Linked DNA regions of Mus musculus: region 1 is linked to region 2. The links are chromatin contacts, called in public promoter capture Hi-C maps. All regions are on one chromosome and are shown on one strand. The core of a region is the stretch at or near the end of the contact, and the rest is flanking DNA. Distances in the headings are between cores, read along the strand shown.

Evidence for each region. Promoter capture Hi-C pulls out the DNA fragments that hold promoters and counts their contacts.
Region 1: a promoter capture Hi-C map of stem cell-derived epiblast-like cells shows a contact between it and region 2, with 2.5 times the contacts expected there. A contact is called at or near these places in 8 of 39 promoter capture datasets (the C10 cell line, the SN4741 cell line, cranial neural crest and 4 more), 1 of 484 Hi-C or Micro-C datasets (extraembryonic endoderm stem cells), 3 of 130 datasets of targeted methods (bone marrow-derived macrophages, double positive thymocytes and pancreatic cancer cells) and 4 of 9 other capture datasets (adipose tissue, embryonic stem cells, liver and 1 more).

The regions. Positions count from the first base shown.
Region 1 is chr19:10,828,514-10,835,347 of GRCm38.p6, forward strand. It overlaps Cd6 (CD6 antigen), which reads right to left and starts at 1,545. Exons shown (of 13, transcript NM_009852.3): 1 at 1,295-1,545. The coding sequence starts at 1,343.
Region 2 is chr19:10,630,187-10,636,865 of GRCm38.p6, forward strand. It overlaps Vwce (von Willebrand factor C and EGF domains), which reads left to right and starts at 4,047. Exons shown (of 20, transcript NM_027913.2): 1 at 4,047-4,397. The coding sequence starts at 4,288.

The sequences.
Region 1 (6,834 bases), core at 295-2,794, 200 kb after region 2:
GGTGCAACCCATACCTAAGGGTAGGCTCTCTGGAGCCCGCCTGCTGCTGAGGTCTTACCTTCCCATAGGCATCACTCTGGACCCATCATCTCAGACCAAGGACCTCTCAGTTTCAGCCCAAAGGGCTCCGTGCTCAGCTCAGCCCCAGCCCTCATCCATACTGGGAAGCAGTGGAAAGAGAAGGAGCTGGCTTGTTTGGGGCCCCGGTCTTAGCGGTCAGCAGACCTTTTCCTTTAGGACTTAAGCCTGATCTTGTGTCAGGCCTCTTAAGAGAGGCAGAGGTGGTGGCACTGATGGATAGGAAGAAGCAGAAGGCCTTGCCGTCGGCCTGAGTAGAAGGAGGCTGAGCTCCGAGAGCCAGTGCTTTGGAAACAGCTGGTCAAGAAAGGACAGCAAAAGCCCAGGCCTCTACTGGGCAAAACACATGCCAATTAACACCAGGGGACTTGGATGAAATGCCTGAAGATCCAGACAGAAAGAAGACACTTCAGAACTCCCCGAGTGCTCATAACCTCTGACCAGCTTTATGTCCCCATCCCTCTGCCTGGGCTCCCCTTCTGTAAGGCAGACCTAACTCCTTAGACCCTAAGTCTGTTTCTATACCATCTTCCTACCCTGAAATGTGAATGCCTGCCATGTACAGGGATTCCTGAGTCTCTGTGTATTGCCTGTTTCTGCTAGCTTGGCCTGTGCACTCTATCAAGTATCTGGCGACCTTGGGCCTTTGCTCCAGAACCCTAGTCCAGACTATGCAAGACTACTTCAGCACTTAGCAGCTCAGGAACTCAAAAGCCTTCTTGATCATTTGTGTCTCAAATTCATCCAAGAGGTTGAACCGAAGTCACTAAGAGTGAAGTCCCCTGGGTCTCCCTGGATTCTGTCTCTGGTCCTGGTGAACCCCACTCTGGGACTTAACATGGAAAATACTGATGCTGGCTGGTCCTCCCTCTCAAAGGAGTCGTTCCTTCCTTCCTGTGAGATGGTAAGAAGGTGGGAGAAGCGGGTGCTTCCTGCACCTATGGATGCGTGGGGAGCTCCTTCCTCAGACCTAGGCCCCAAGTCAGGCATGAGGTTCGTTCACCTCACTCCCAGGAGGCCTTTTATGATGAGAGCATCATCCGGCCCTTTAAGGGGTCCCTGCGTCACCTCAAGCCCCAAGCTGTTGTCACACCAGGATGGTCTTAGGTTAAAAGGCTCTACAAAGGTGGCCATGAGGAAACAGCTAGCAAGGGGCCAAGCAGACAGAACCCGGGTCCCCTAGCACGAGCTGTAGGAGGTGACAGAAGAGATCTACCTGAGAGAACTGCTGTCAGCAATCCAGCGATCCCAAGGAAGAGCCACATGTCTGGTGCTGTCTCCACTGCTACTCACGCCTGCCCATAGGAAGTGCCATCCTGGTTCCGGGAGACGGTTGTGCCACCGATGGCTTGTCTCACCCGTGGTGCCCTTTCTGTTCTTGTTCTCAGTGCCCTGTGTGCTGCGCACTCTCTCTCCTACACACAGGCCCAGCCTGTGAGTGTCTCACGCCTCTACCTTCTGCTTGTGGTTTTGGTCTCCAGGAAGCCAGGCTGTTGTAACAGGGGTGCTGTTACAGGGCTGTTGGGGTGGGGGAGCCAAGCTACCTTCCATAAGCCCACCAACCAAAGTGAACCCTAAGAATCACAGAGGCCATGTCCAATGAACGCATCCCTGAGGGTCTTCCAAGAAAGACAAAGAGGCTGTGCCTTCTTTCCTGGACACAAAGAGACAGCTCATTCCCAGAGATGCTCTAGTAACTGGTGCTAGAAGAGTGAATTAATGCGCCCCTGCTGCCCCTCCCACAGAATCCAGCTCTCATGGGGTTGCATTCCAAGGTTTGTGTTGTCCTTGGGAATGTGGTGACTAAGAGGCAGGAGGACAGAGTCTTGATGGACTCTTCTTTTGCGTGTGTGTATCGAGGGGTATGTCAGGTGTGCCGTGTGTAGTGTGTGTGCGTGTATGTGTATATATGTATGTGTGTGAATATGTGTGTGTGTGTGTTCATTCATGTGTGTGTATGTTTGTGAGAGAAAGTATGTGCATGTGTGTGCATGTGTGTGCAAGTGTGTGTGTGAGCATATGGTATGCGTAGTGTATATGCACATGTATGAATGTGTGTATCTATGTGTGTGTATATTTGTGCGTGTGTGTGTGTGTCTGTGTGTGTGTGTATGTAAGTTTGAAGCTGATGTCAGAGTAGTCTTCTTCAATTCAATTGTTCTCTGTTATTTATCGAGGTTGGGTCTCTCACTGTATCTAGAGCTCCTGATTCCACAAGTTTAGCTCGCCAGCTTACGCTGGAGGTCCCCATCTCTGCCTCCTAAGTGCTGGGATCTCAGGAGGCTGCCATACCTGCAGGGCTTTTGTGTAGGTCCTGACAGTCTGAGCTCTGCTTCTCATGCTTCTTTGGCAAACTACTGAACCATTTCCCCAGTCCTGGGGTGCACGTAGCAAGGGCCTAAGCTTTTCCAAAGGAAACCCCAAAGAATAGGGGGTCTCAGAGAAGGACTCCCCCCCACCTCCACGTGCCCCAACCCAGGTGGGAGTTGCACAGAGGTGCCAAAGAATCTGGATCCCATCTTTGAGGACTGCTCGCTGTTTGTGTCCTGGGCAAGAGGGCAAGCGGAGTTTCAGCAGATGGCTGTGCAGGGAGGCTGCTGGGGAAGGAAAAGATTCGGGAGGAAAGGGCTAGAGCGGGAAGGACCAGGCTGCCTAGGCGTGCTGAACCAGGCTAGAAAGTAGACTGTGCATTTAGCTCACCAATGAGCCCCCCCTCGTAACACATAGTAGGTGTTAAATAGGTTTTGTTGAGAGAATGTGGGAATGGATAATTTGTCTCTAAGCAGAACCCTAGAGTCTAGAAAGAGACTGGTTCCAGATTCCAGCCATGCCTCATACAACATTTTTTGGTACTCCACTTCCTCCATTCTAGCTTGTTTTCATTTCTCCACTTGTGTAATGGAGAGGATTTCTCCCACTAGTAGGAGTGTCCCACCAGCTGAGGGGGATATCTGATGTGGCAAATTGGGAAGCCATAGTGAATCAGGCTCCTCCCACAGTGAGACCCCGCCCATCTCAGAGGGAGAGAGGGACAGGACTCTGTCCTGGTACCGGCTGAGGGCGCCCTCTAGTGAAGAGTGTCTGGCAACACAAAGGGCCCCGGGGCATAGGCAGTTTTGTCGGGCTTCCAGATTCCACTCCACTCATCTCTGGAGGCTTGGGAGTGTCACTCCAAGGGAAGAAAAGAGATGAAACAACTTCCCTGCTTTCAAGAAGCATACATTCTCAAGAGTGAGATGGCTCCGTGGGTAAAGGTGCTTGGTGCCAAGTGTGATGGACTGAGTTCAATCCTTGGGACCCACGGACCCATGTCACATGGTAGAAGGAGGAAACTGACTTCTGCAAATCTCCCTCTGACGTCTGACCTCCACACATTCACCCACACAGACACGCACTAAAAAAAAAAAAAAAAAAAAAAAAAAAAATTAGTGGCTCCAAAACCAGAGTGGAAAGGGATTCTTCCCCAAAGACAAAAGAAAAAGACGGAATAGAAAGAAAGGGCTGGTTTCAGTGGCAGAGGGAGGTACAGGGGTAGGTGCTCCTGGTACAGGAACTGGGTACCTCAAGGCAGGACAGCAGAGGGTGAGTGTTATTGTGGCTAGAAGGACCAAGCCACTCATGCTTCGTGGGCGTGAAGCTCAGAGCAGGAAGCTAGAGGATGTGTCCAGTTGGATGCTCAAGTCAGTGAGGTCATTGTTTATTTTTAACTCTTAGAACCAAGACCTTTGGCTCTTGATTTTCAAGGGACACCAGTGGCTCTCTGTACTTGAGTAATGCAGGCATTTTCACTATCTCTCCATGAACTTGGCCCAGCAAAATGACAAAGGAATGGGTTTTAAAGCCCACAGAAGTAGTCCAACTCCGTGCATTGTGTCATGGCATGTGCACACCCCATTCCATGTGTGTGTGTATGTATATATGTGTGTGTGTGTGTGTGTGTATGCATATATACATATACATACATACATACTTACATGCATATTTAAGACAGGGTTGCTGAAGGTGAATCATGATGTGGAATTTAACACCATCATAGCTTCACAGAGACTAACATTGAAACCCAGTCACCCATCCTGTGCTTTAAATATGTCTTTCCCCACTTACAGTTTTGTACTAACATGCATGGGTCATCTGGAACAGACTGGTTCGCCAAATTAAGAATTATTTACCTCTATCAAATATCAATGCACTTTATTGCACAATATCAGGAAATCAAAGTCACTATATCTCTGACCCCGTCCAGGAACTTCAATTGCTGGGAATCTGTCTATATCATGGTGGCAGGGTTTTCTAAAACTCAGAGTTTTCACTTAAAAGCTCCAGTTCCATCAGTAGCAACAACGACCACCAGTTGTTTCCCTTGATGTGACAGGCTTGCTATTTTCCCATTCAAAACACTGCCTGACAGTTTCTTCAGTGTGAACAGTTATGGGTCCAAGTAAATTTAGCATTCTTTTCTTGAAGATTTATCTTATTTTATTATTTGTGTGTGTGAGAGGGGAGGAGAGGGAGGGAAGGAGAGGGAAAGGGAGAGAGAGAGAGGGAGAGAGAGAGAGAGAGAGAGAGAGAGAGAGAGAGAGAGAGAGAAAGAGAAGAGAAGAGAAGCTCATGGGTGCAGGTGCCCTTGAAGGCCTGAAGAAGGCTTTGGATGCCCTAAAGCTAGCTAGAGTTACAGGAAGCCGTGAGTCTCCTGCATGGGTGCTGGGAACTGAATTCCAGTCTTTTGCAAGAGCAACGAGCACTCCTAACCCTCTCAATGTCTTCAGTCCCCAAACATGACATTCTTTAAAAAGAAAAACAAATCCAGACAGTTCAATGGAAAAGTTCCAGAACAGAGAGAGAGTCAGGAGCTTGCCTAGATGTAGCCACTGAGCACAGCATTCTGAAGTGCTTAGTACTTTTATGTCAATTCAATAGAAGCTACAGCCATCTGAGGGGAGGGAGCCTCAGCTGATAAAGATTCCATAAGATTAGGCTGTAGGCAAGCTTGTAGGCCATCTTCTTAATTAGTGAAGTAGGGAAACCTGCCAGTTATGGGTGGTGCCACGCCCTGGGCTGATGGTGCTGGGTTCTATAAGAAAGCAGGCTGAGCAAGTCAGCAAGCAGTACTCCTTCATGGCCTTTGCACCAGCTCCTGTTGCCAGGCTCCTACTTGTCTTAAGTGCCTGCCTTGGCTTCCCTCCATGGACTGTGACTCAGAATATATGAGCCAAATAAACCATTTCCTCCCCAAGCTGATTTTGGTCAGGGTTTCATCACAGCAGTAGAAACCCTAACTACGACAAGCTTCTTCCCATTTTGCTACATGGAATGTATGTAAAGATGTGTGCCCATGACCTGCAATTACTGTGTGTAGTTGAATATGTTTGCCCCCCCTCTTTCTCTATCTCCTTCTCCCTCCCGCCCTATGCCTCTCTCTGTGGGTGTGTCTGTCTGTTGTCTGTCTGTCTGTCTATCTAAGAAGTAAGGTCAATATCAGGTGTCTTCCCCAATCTCTCTCCACCTTATTTTCCTAGACTAAAGATCTCTCACTAAACCCAGAGCTCACCAATTCTGCGAGCCTGACTGACCAACAAGCCCCGAGGTTCCTGTCTCTGCTTCCCCAGCTCTGGAAATAAGGCAGCATGGTCCCATACCCACTTGTATGTGGTTTCTGAGGATTCTGGGAGCGTTTCACCCACCCAGAGGCCTCCCTGGGCTCTGGGATGTGGCTTCCTAAATGAATAACACTATTTCCCTGAGGACATCAAGTAAACCCAGCTGTCACCCCTGTTTTCTCACTCTGTGTAGGAATGTTTAATCCAATGGCTACTGGGATTTTTTTTTTTTTTGAGATTCCCGTATTTATGACTCTGTGATAATCAAAGCCTCGTAGCCACAACACAGTGAACGCTGGGAAATTAGGGGCAATGTCATCACCAATGTACTTAGAAAATGCTTTAATTTATGACTTTTTTTTGTTCTGTAACTATAAACATTTTCATAGAACTGTTTCCCAGTTGAAACTTGTTATTTGAGGTGACTTGAATCCATATTCCCTACCGTGGTCAATAAAATTCAGTTTAAGAATAAACTATCTTGACCAGGCGTTAGTGGTGCACGCCTTTAATCCCAGCACTCTGGAGGCAGAAGCAGGCATATCTCTGAGTTTGAAACCAGCCTGGTCTACAGAAGAGTGAGTTCTAGAACAACCAGGGATACACAGAGAAACCCTGTCTCAAAACACACACACACACACACACACACACACACAGAGAGAGAGAGAGAAAGAGAGAGAGACAGACAGACAGACAGACAGACAGAGATAGAGACAGAGACAGAGAATGCATGCTATGTTTTGCAAGTATGAGCAATCAGAGTTTGGATCCCCAGAACCCACTATAAATGTCAGTTGGTGGTGGCAGCCTGCTTGTAATTTCAGCTTTAGCAGGCAGACTCATAAGACCTCAGAGCAATCTGGCTACTAAGAGGAGCCATATTGGTGAGCTCTGGGTTTGATTGAGAGACCCTGCCTCAGTGAATAAGAACCATGGAAAATGCCTCCCAACACCAACCTTAAACCTCTATGTGCATGAACATTATCCCCCAATATGTCCCCCTATACATGCCTACAGGCATCCATAATACACACACTCACAGAAGAAGGAAATAATACATTTCCTCTTATACCCATTGAGGACACAGCTGTGTTTTGCACTAAGTCTGCACATGGAGTCACCATCACCCATGCCCATGGTTCCCTGTAACTTCCCATCT
Region 2 (6,679 bases), core at 2,797-5,296:
AACTCACAGCGAGCCACCTGCCTTTGTCTCCCAAGTGTTGCTATAAAGGCATGCTCTACCACACACAGCTAAGATTTTATTTTAACCTCTGTGTGTATGTGTGTCTATATACATATGTCTGTCCATATGTGGACTTGTACACATTAGTGCAGGTGTCTGTGAAGGCCAAAAGAGGGTGTCAGATTCCAGAGCGGAGTTAGAGGTGGTTGTGAGTTGCCTGATGTAGTTGTTGAGAGCCAAACTGGTCTTCTGCAAAAGCAATGTACGCTCTTTAACAGCTGACCATCTCCCCAGCTCCTTATGTTGCATCTTATTTTATTTCTCTGGTTGGTTGGCCAGAGCCTGCTGTGCCTTTGGCCTAGCTATACAGGAATTGTGCATTTTGAGAGTCACCCTTTGTTCCTGTATGAACTGAGTCTCTATTCTTCCTTTGGGAATAAGGGATATTCTGTCCCAATAGTGCAGGCTTGATCCTAAACATACTCCATGGCTTCCCCCCCCCCCCGCCCCCAGGGTTTCTCTGTACCCCTGGCTCTGTCCTGGAACTCACTCTGTAGACCAGGCTGGCCTCAAACTCAAATCCACCTGCCTCTGCCTCCTAAGTGCTGGGATTAAAGGCATGTGCCACTACTGCCCAGCCCTCTTTGTGGCTCTTTTAAGACCAGTGTATGAGCTAGGCGCAGTGGCACAAATCCCAGCAGAGGCACTTGGATCTCTTGAGTTTGAGGCCAACCTGATCTACATAGTCCCAGGACAGCCAGGGCTATACAGAAAAACCCTTTCTCAAAAAACCAAAAACAACCAAGACCAGGCTTTGATAAGGTGTTTGGAGAATTGGGGATTTAAGTTAAGCTGTAATTTTAAGAGATTCTAGCTTACAAAGGGCAAGCAAGCACCTCAGCATTGAGGTGTGCTACCAAGTGTCCCGAGTCATTCGTCATTGCTGTTGTTTTCTGTAGTCAGCCTGCTCGGGTTCTGGATCCTGAGACGGGATCGTTAAAACTTTATCTTCATGCAGAGTCAAACTCACTCCACCAAGGTTCCACATCCACTTCTGAGGAATATGCTGTCTGCCTACTTGTGGACATTTCTGTCCCTTATAGAGACAGAAAAGAGGAGGTGTTAAAGATGCTTTATTTTGGGATGAGGATGGACTGAACATAGCTACAATGTGACACATGAAAGCTTGACAGTTGAGCTACATCTCCAGTCTGTCTCATTTATTTGTTTGTATTGTATATATTCACTTGAGACTGAATTCCAGAAACCCTTCGATGCTGGCTTTCTGCCTGCACACTCCCAAAATCCCCTCTTAAATACCATTTATCACTTCTCAGGGTGAAAGGTCATCTTCAGAGATCTCCAACCAGCTGGTTAGGCCACTGCATGAGCCATCCATGCAGGCACTGATGAGCCAGCTTTATTCCCAAGCCTCCAAAGGAGGAATCCTCGGAGAGACTAGAAACACAGATTCACATCACATGACCATTGGGAAGGGTCTCAAACCAGAGGCCTGAGTTCTGCAGCCAACATCTTGGATCCTTTTTTTAATTATTATTAGATTTTTTTAAAATTTACATTTCAAATTTTATCCCCTTTCCTCATTTCCTCTCTGAAAACCCCCCATTCCACCCTCCACCCACCCCAACCCACCCACTCCTGCTTTCCTGTCCTGGCATTCCCCTACACTGGGGCACCGAGCCTTCACAAGACCAACGGCCACTCCTCTCATTGATGTCCCACAAGGCCATCCTCTGCTACATATACAGCTGGAGCCTTGAGTCTCTCCATGTGTACTCTGGTTGGTGGTTTAGTCCCTGGGAGCTCTCGGGGTACTGATTGGTTCATACTGTTTCTCCTATGGAACATCTTGGATCCTTTATTCAGTGAAAGGTCTCTTGTGAAGTCACAGAAATGGGGAGGAAGCACCAAATGAACAAACATTAGTCCTGGAAGATGGACGGCTCATATAGGAAAGACTCAACTGAAGCCCCAGGACCGAACAGGGCAAGGAAGAGCAAATGAAACTAAAGGACCAACAGCTGCTTTGATGGGAAGGTAGATGCCAGAGGACTGAAGACACTGTAGGGAGATGGAATGCTGGGCTGGCTCAGAAAAGGGTGTAAGGGCCGTGCAGTGGTGGCGCTTGCCTTTAGTCCCAGCACTTGGGAGGCAGAGGCAGGCGGATTTCTGAGTTCGAGGCCAGCCTGGTCTACAGAGTGAGTTCTAGGACAGCCAAAGTACACAGAGAAACCCTGTCTCGAAAAACCAAAAAAAAAAAAAAAAAAAAAAAAAAAAAAAAAGAAAAGAAAAGAAAAGAAAAGGGTGTAAGGGTCCTCCAGTCCGAATTTCCTACTTTCTATATCTAGAAATCTACAGTAGGGCAATGAGGGTTTTGATCTTCCACCTGCTAGCGAGTGAGTTCTGCAGAGGAGAGTGTGGGGCTACAGCAGTGAACGGAAGTGGAGAGGTATGCTGGGTGATAAACAACAAATGTCATGAGCCATGAGGGCTGTAGTAAGGGGATTTATCCTGTGTGTAGTGGTTTCAGAGATAGCTTCCCAGGGATGGGAAGGAAGAACACCTGTCTTGTGACAGTAGCAAGCGCAGCCTCTGCCTTTTCCAGGCAAGAAAGCTGCCCTAAGGAGTCTGAAGGTCCTTAGGACTCGATGTGTAGGTACAGAGAAGTCACATTCATCTTTGGCACTATGCTTGCTGTGAGCTTGACTAGATAATAGAATGGGCCCAAACAAGATGAGATACAGGTCCAAATGTAAGTCTCGGTTCAGCCACGTGGGTTAAGGTAGAAAGATGGCTGGCCAGTTGTTATGCCAACAGCTAGTTGTTATGGCAGAATAACCTCCATAAAAGCAAGCAAGCAAGGAAGGAATGGTTTATCTGGCTCACAGGTGCAGCCATCTTGGCAGGGGAAGCATAGAGAGCCAGATGAATGTTAGCACTCACTTTATGGTCTTTGTATTTGGTCCGGCCCATGTGACAATGCCACTCACATTTAGGATGGGTCTTCACAACTCAGTTAAATCCTTCTGGAAACAGCTCTGACACACACAAAGGTTTATTGCCTAGGAGCTTCTATATCCATTCAAGTTGAAAATAACAATTAGCCATGGCACCACAACATCCAAAAGTACTTGAACTTTTCCTCTTACTGCAAATTAAGGGTCGGGGGACCAACAAGCATCAAACACCCGAGTTAACGTTTGCTCAGAAACTAAAAGGAAAGTGTCTGTGAGAAGGCAGCTAGCATCCAGGTCATCTGTGCACAGTTTATCTGTGGTCACCAATGCCAATGATCTTGGGATCAGCACGAGGCAGAAGCGAAGGATTTAGTCGTGCTTGGGAAGTACAGTTTTTAAAAACTAGTTCAGCCAATTTTTCTTATTCCTAGAAGTCTTTACACAGACGCTTGACTAATCCAGACTGGGTAGGGTTAGGCGGGGCTTGCTACCAGAACAAGGTAAAACTCGAGCCTTCTTTTCGCTTCCTCCCAACTAGATCTTTCTCAGTTCTATCATTTTGCTCTACATTCTTCAGCCTAAACCTCTTCTAGCCTGAGCCAACTTCGAAGCCTGAGCCCAAACACTGAACCTTCTAGTTCTGCGCCCCTAGCTCCCTTGCCACCTGCGCACTGCTTTCTTACCTCCCAGGTGAGCTAGGAAGCTGTCCACTCAACCATTTGACTCCCAGCAGGTAGCTTGTGGGTTCAAAACAGGCTAATGTCCTTTGGCAAGGAAGCAGACTAAACCACCAATACACTATCCTTACCATCTAGTGGGCTTGGGGAGAGTCAAAACTGCCTCGCTTCAGTGCCCTGGGTTTGAGTGTCCACAAGTCTCACCTACTGAGAATTCAGATTGGATTCTATGGAAACTCAAAAACCTTGTTCCTGAAGTTTCTTTCCAACTTGGTTCGAAGCCTTCAGTCATTCTGTGGAAAGCGACTCCCAAACCCAGGCTGGGGGTGTGGGCCGAGGGTGAAACCCCGCCCTCGGGGTCCCTGATCTTTGCTCCCGCCCCAGGCTCCACGCCTCCCGGAGAGGCACCGGCGGGCGGCGCTCCTTTTGTGTGTTTCTTTCCAAGGTGCAAGGACCCCCACCCCCACCCGCCTAGGCAGTCCTCCCCTAACCACCAGCCCTCTTCTCGTCGTCCTCAGTCCCTGCCAGCTGTGGGGGAACCAGATCGCTTCCAGGAGGAGGGACAAGGTCGGTAGCCCCCTCCCCGGTGCGGGACCTGAGCCCAGTAGAGTCCAGGACCTCTGCTGCCAGTCATGTGGGCTAGACTGTTGCTCCATGTCGCCTACATCTTGATCCCGTTGCTGGGGTCTTCAGCCCGAGGCTATACCGGGAGGAAGGCGCCAGGGCACTACTCTGCGGAGAGGTAAGAGCCCGGTGCCTTTCAGCGGCCCAGCCTTCTAGCGCCACTGCGTGGAGCTGGAAGACACTAGCATAGGGCAGCTGCTGGACCTGTAGCCTCTGTGGCGAGGGCACACCAGGGGTCTGGACAAAGAGACAGTAGTTTGTGCCAGTTGGGTGGCCCTGGCTGGGGACTGCTCTGGCTAAGGAATCTGGGAGATGGAGATCGCGGCTCCAAGGAATCTTGTACTATGGGAATAGGCTGACCCTCTGGCTAGGGAACCCCAGCACATGCCAATTGGTCTCAACTGCCTGGCTTTCTTCCTTGGTGGTGCGGGACCCCCTCCGTTTCTGCACACGTTGCTTTGGGGTTGGGGGTTTTCTCAGTGTCTCTTGCTCTCTGCACCCGGTGGACCTTGGAGCCACCGGTGGCTCAGGGTTATGCTTTGGTATCTGCGCATGTGTGCACAGGCCGGGGAGGCGGGAGGCCGCAGGCGACAGGCGGGAGGCGTGTCTTTCCAAACCCAATCATTTTCCCTAAGTTTGTCTTAGTCCTCTACCACTAAGGGGTGATGAGGGAGTGGTGATCGTGTGTGCGTGATGCTTATAGCAAGGGTACACGTTGTCAGCGGGTGGCCTGGCCCACGGCCACATCTTCCCAGGGGCGCTCAGAGGGGCTGCCCTGGAGGAAGAGCTTACCGCCCAGCACGTGGGTTCTGCGATCTCTTGCAGTTCCTGCAGATCTCCCACCACCTGTCTCCCTGGCATCACTGTGCCACACACGAAAAGCTCCTTGGGGCTTTCTGGTGGGCACCCTACCCTTGCCTATCTGAAGTGGAACTCCACCAGCTTCCACAGGCACCCTACCATTTACCACTTCGATGGCACCTCACGCCCCTTTCAGAGCCCCCTTTGGCTTAGCTATTAAGTTGTTCTGTAGATCCCAGCTGCCGGATTCTCTGCCTCAGCTGTTGCTATCATCGTTTCTATGTGTGACATCACTGTTGGTCTGGTTTGTCTTCACTGGTTTTGACTTCTGAGAGGAAAAAAGGACTTGGCCCTAGGGAAAATCCCCAGCAAACTTTCCTGTACTGCTATGGTTCCCCCTAGGTTTCCACATTTGACCCAGATTATTAACCCTAAGAGCCAGGCAAGTTCGTCTTATCCTGTATCATTTCTGTCTGATACATGGACAGGCATAGAGGGTGCTCTGGTTGGTGGGATGAAATCCCCATCAGCTCTGGGTATGTGGGGAAAGTCATCTGGTGCCTATTGCTTTGCCTGGGTTCATGGTCCTTGCTCCACGGCTCCAGGAGTTCTAGCCCTTGTTAATCTCCCGGTTAGCCCATGCTCAGGCTGGTCCATCTGTCTGTATTGCCCTCTCCTTCCCCATTTTCATACTGAGTCTCTGGTCTTCTTTCTCACGCAGCAGGGGAGCTGTCCTTCCAGTGACCTTCTCCTGATGCCCTTCAAGGCTCCATAAGCCCTCCCAGAGTCCCCACTGAGCTGTTCCCATCACCTGGGTCCTGCTGTCCTTTGATATCGAGGGCAGTAACACATTCATGGCCTTACAGACTGCAGTTTGACATTTTTAGACACTGGCCCCAGAAGGTGGAGGGCCATGGGTACCTTGTTGCCAGCCTAGGGGAATGCCACCCAGACCTGCTTTCTCCCTTTACCAATTGAGCAGTTGTGACTTACTTTAGATGTAGAACTGAACAAATAAGAAGCCCTTGTCCTGGGCTGGAGAGATGGCTCAGTGGTTAAGAGCACTGACTGCACTTCCAGAGGTCCTGAGTTCAATTCCCAGCAACCACATGGTGGCTCACAACCATCTGTAATGGGGATCTGATGCCCTCTTCTGGTGTGTCTGAAGACAGCTGCAGTGTACTCATATACATAAAATAAGTAAATAATAATAATAGAAGGAAGCCCTTGTCCTCGAGGAGTTGAGAGGATACGGACAGTGAAGATGTCATGAAATTAGCAAGTAAGCGAGTGTCCTAGAAAGGACGGTGGAGAGCAGCAGAGCAGGCTAAGGTCAGCAAGAGAGGCTTTGGGGAAGAAGATGTGAACAAAAGACCTGAGTGAGGGATGAGAGTGAGTGTGTTAGACATTATATTTCTGGGTGTACACACCTTCAATCCCAGAACTCAGGAAGGAGCAAAGGCAGGTAGCTCCCTGTGAGTCCCAGACCAGCAAACCAAAACAATAATAACAAAAAATATAGTCATATAGCCCAAGATGGTCTTGAATACATCAGGTAGCCCAAACAGGCTTCAAACTTGTGATCCTCCTGTCTCAGCC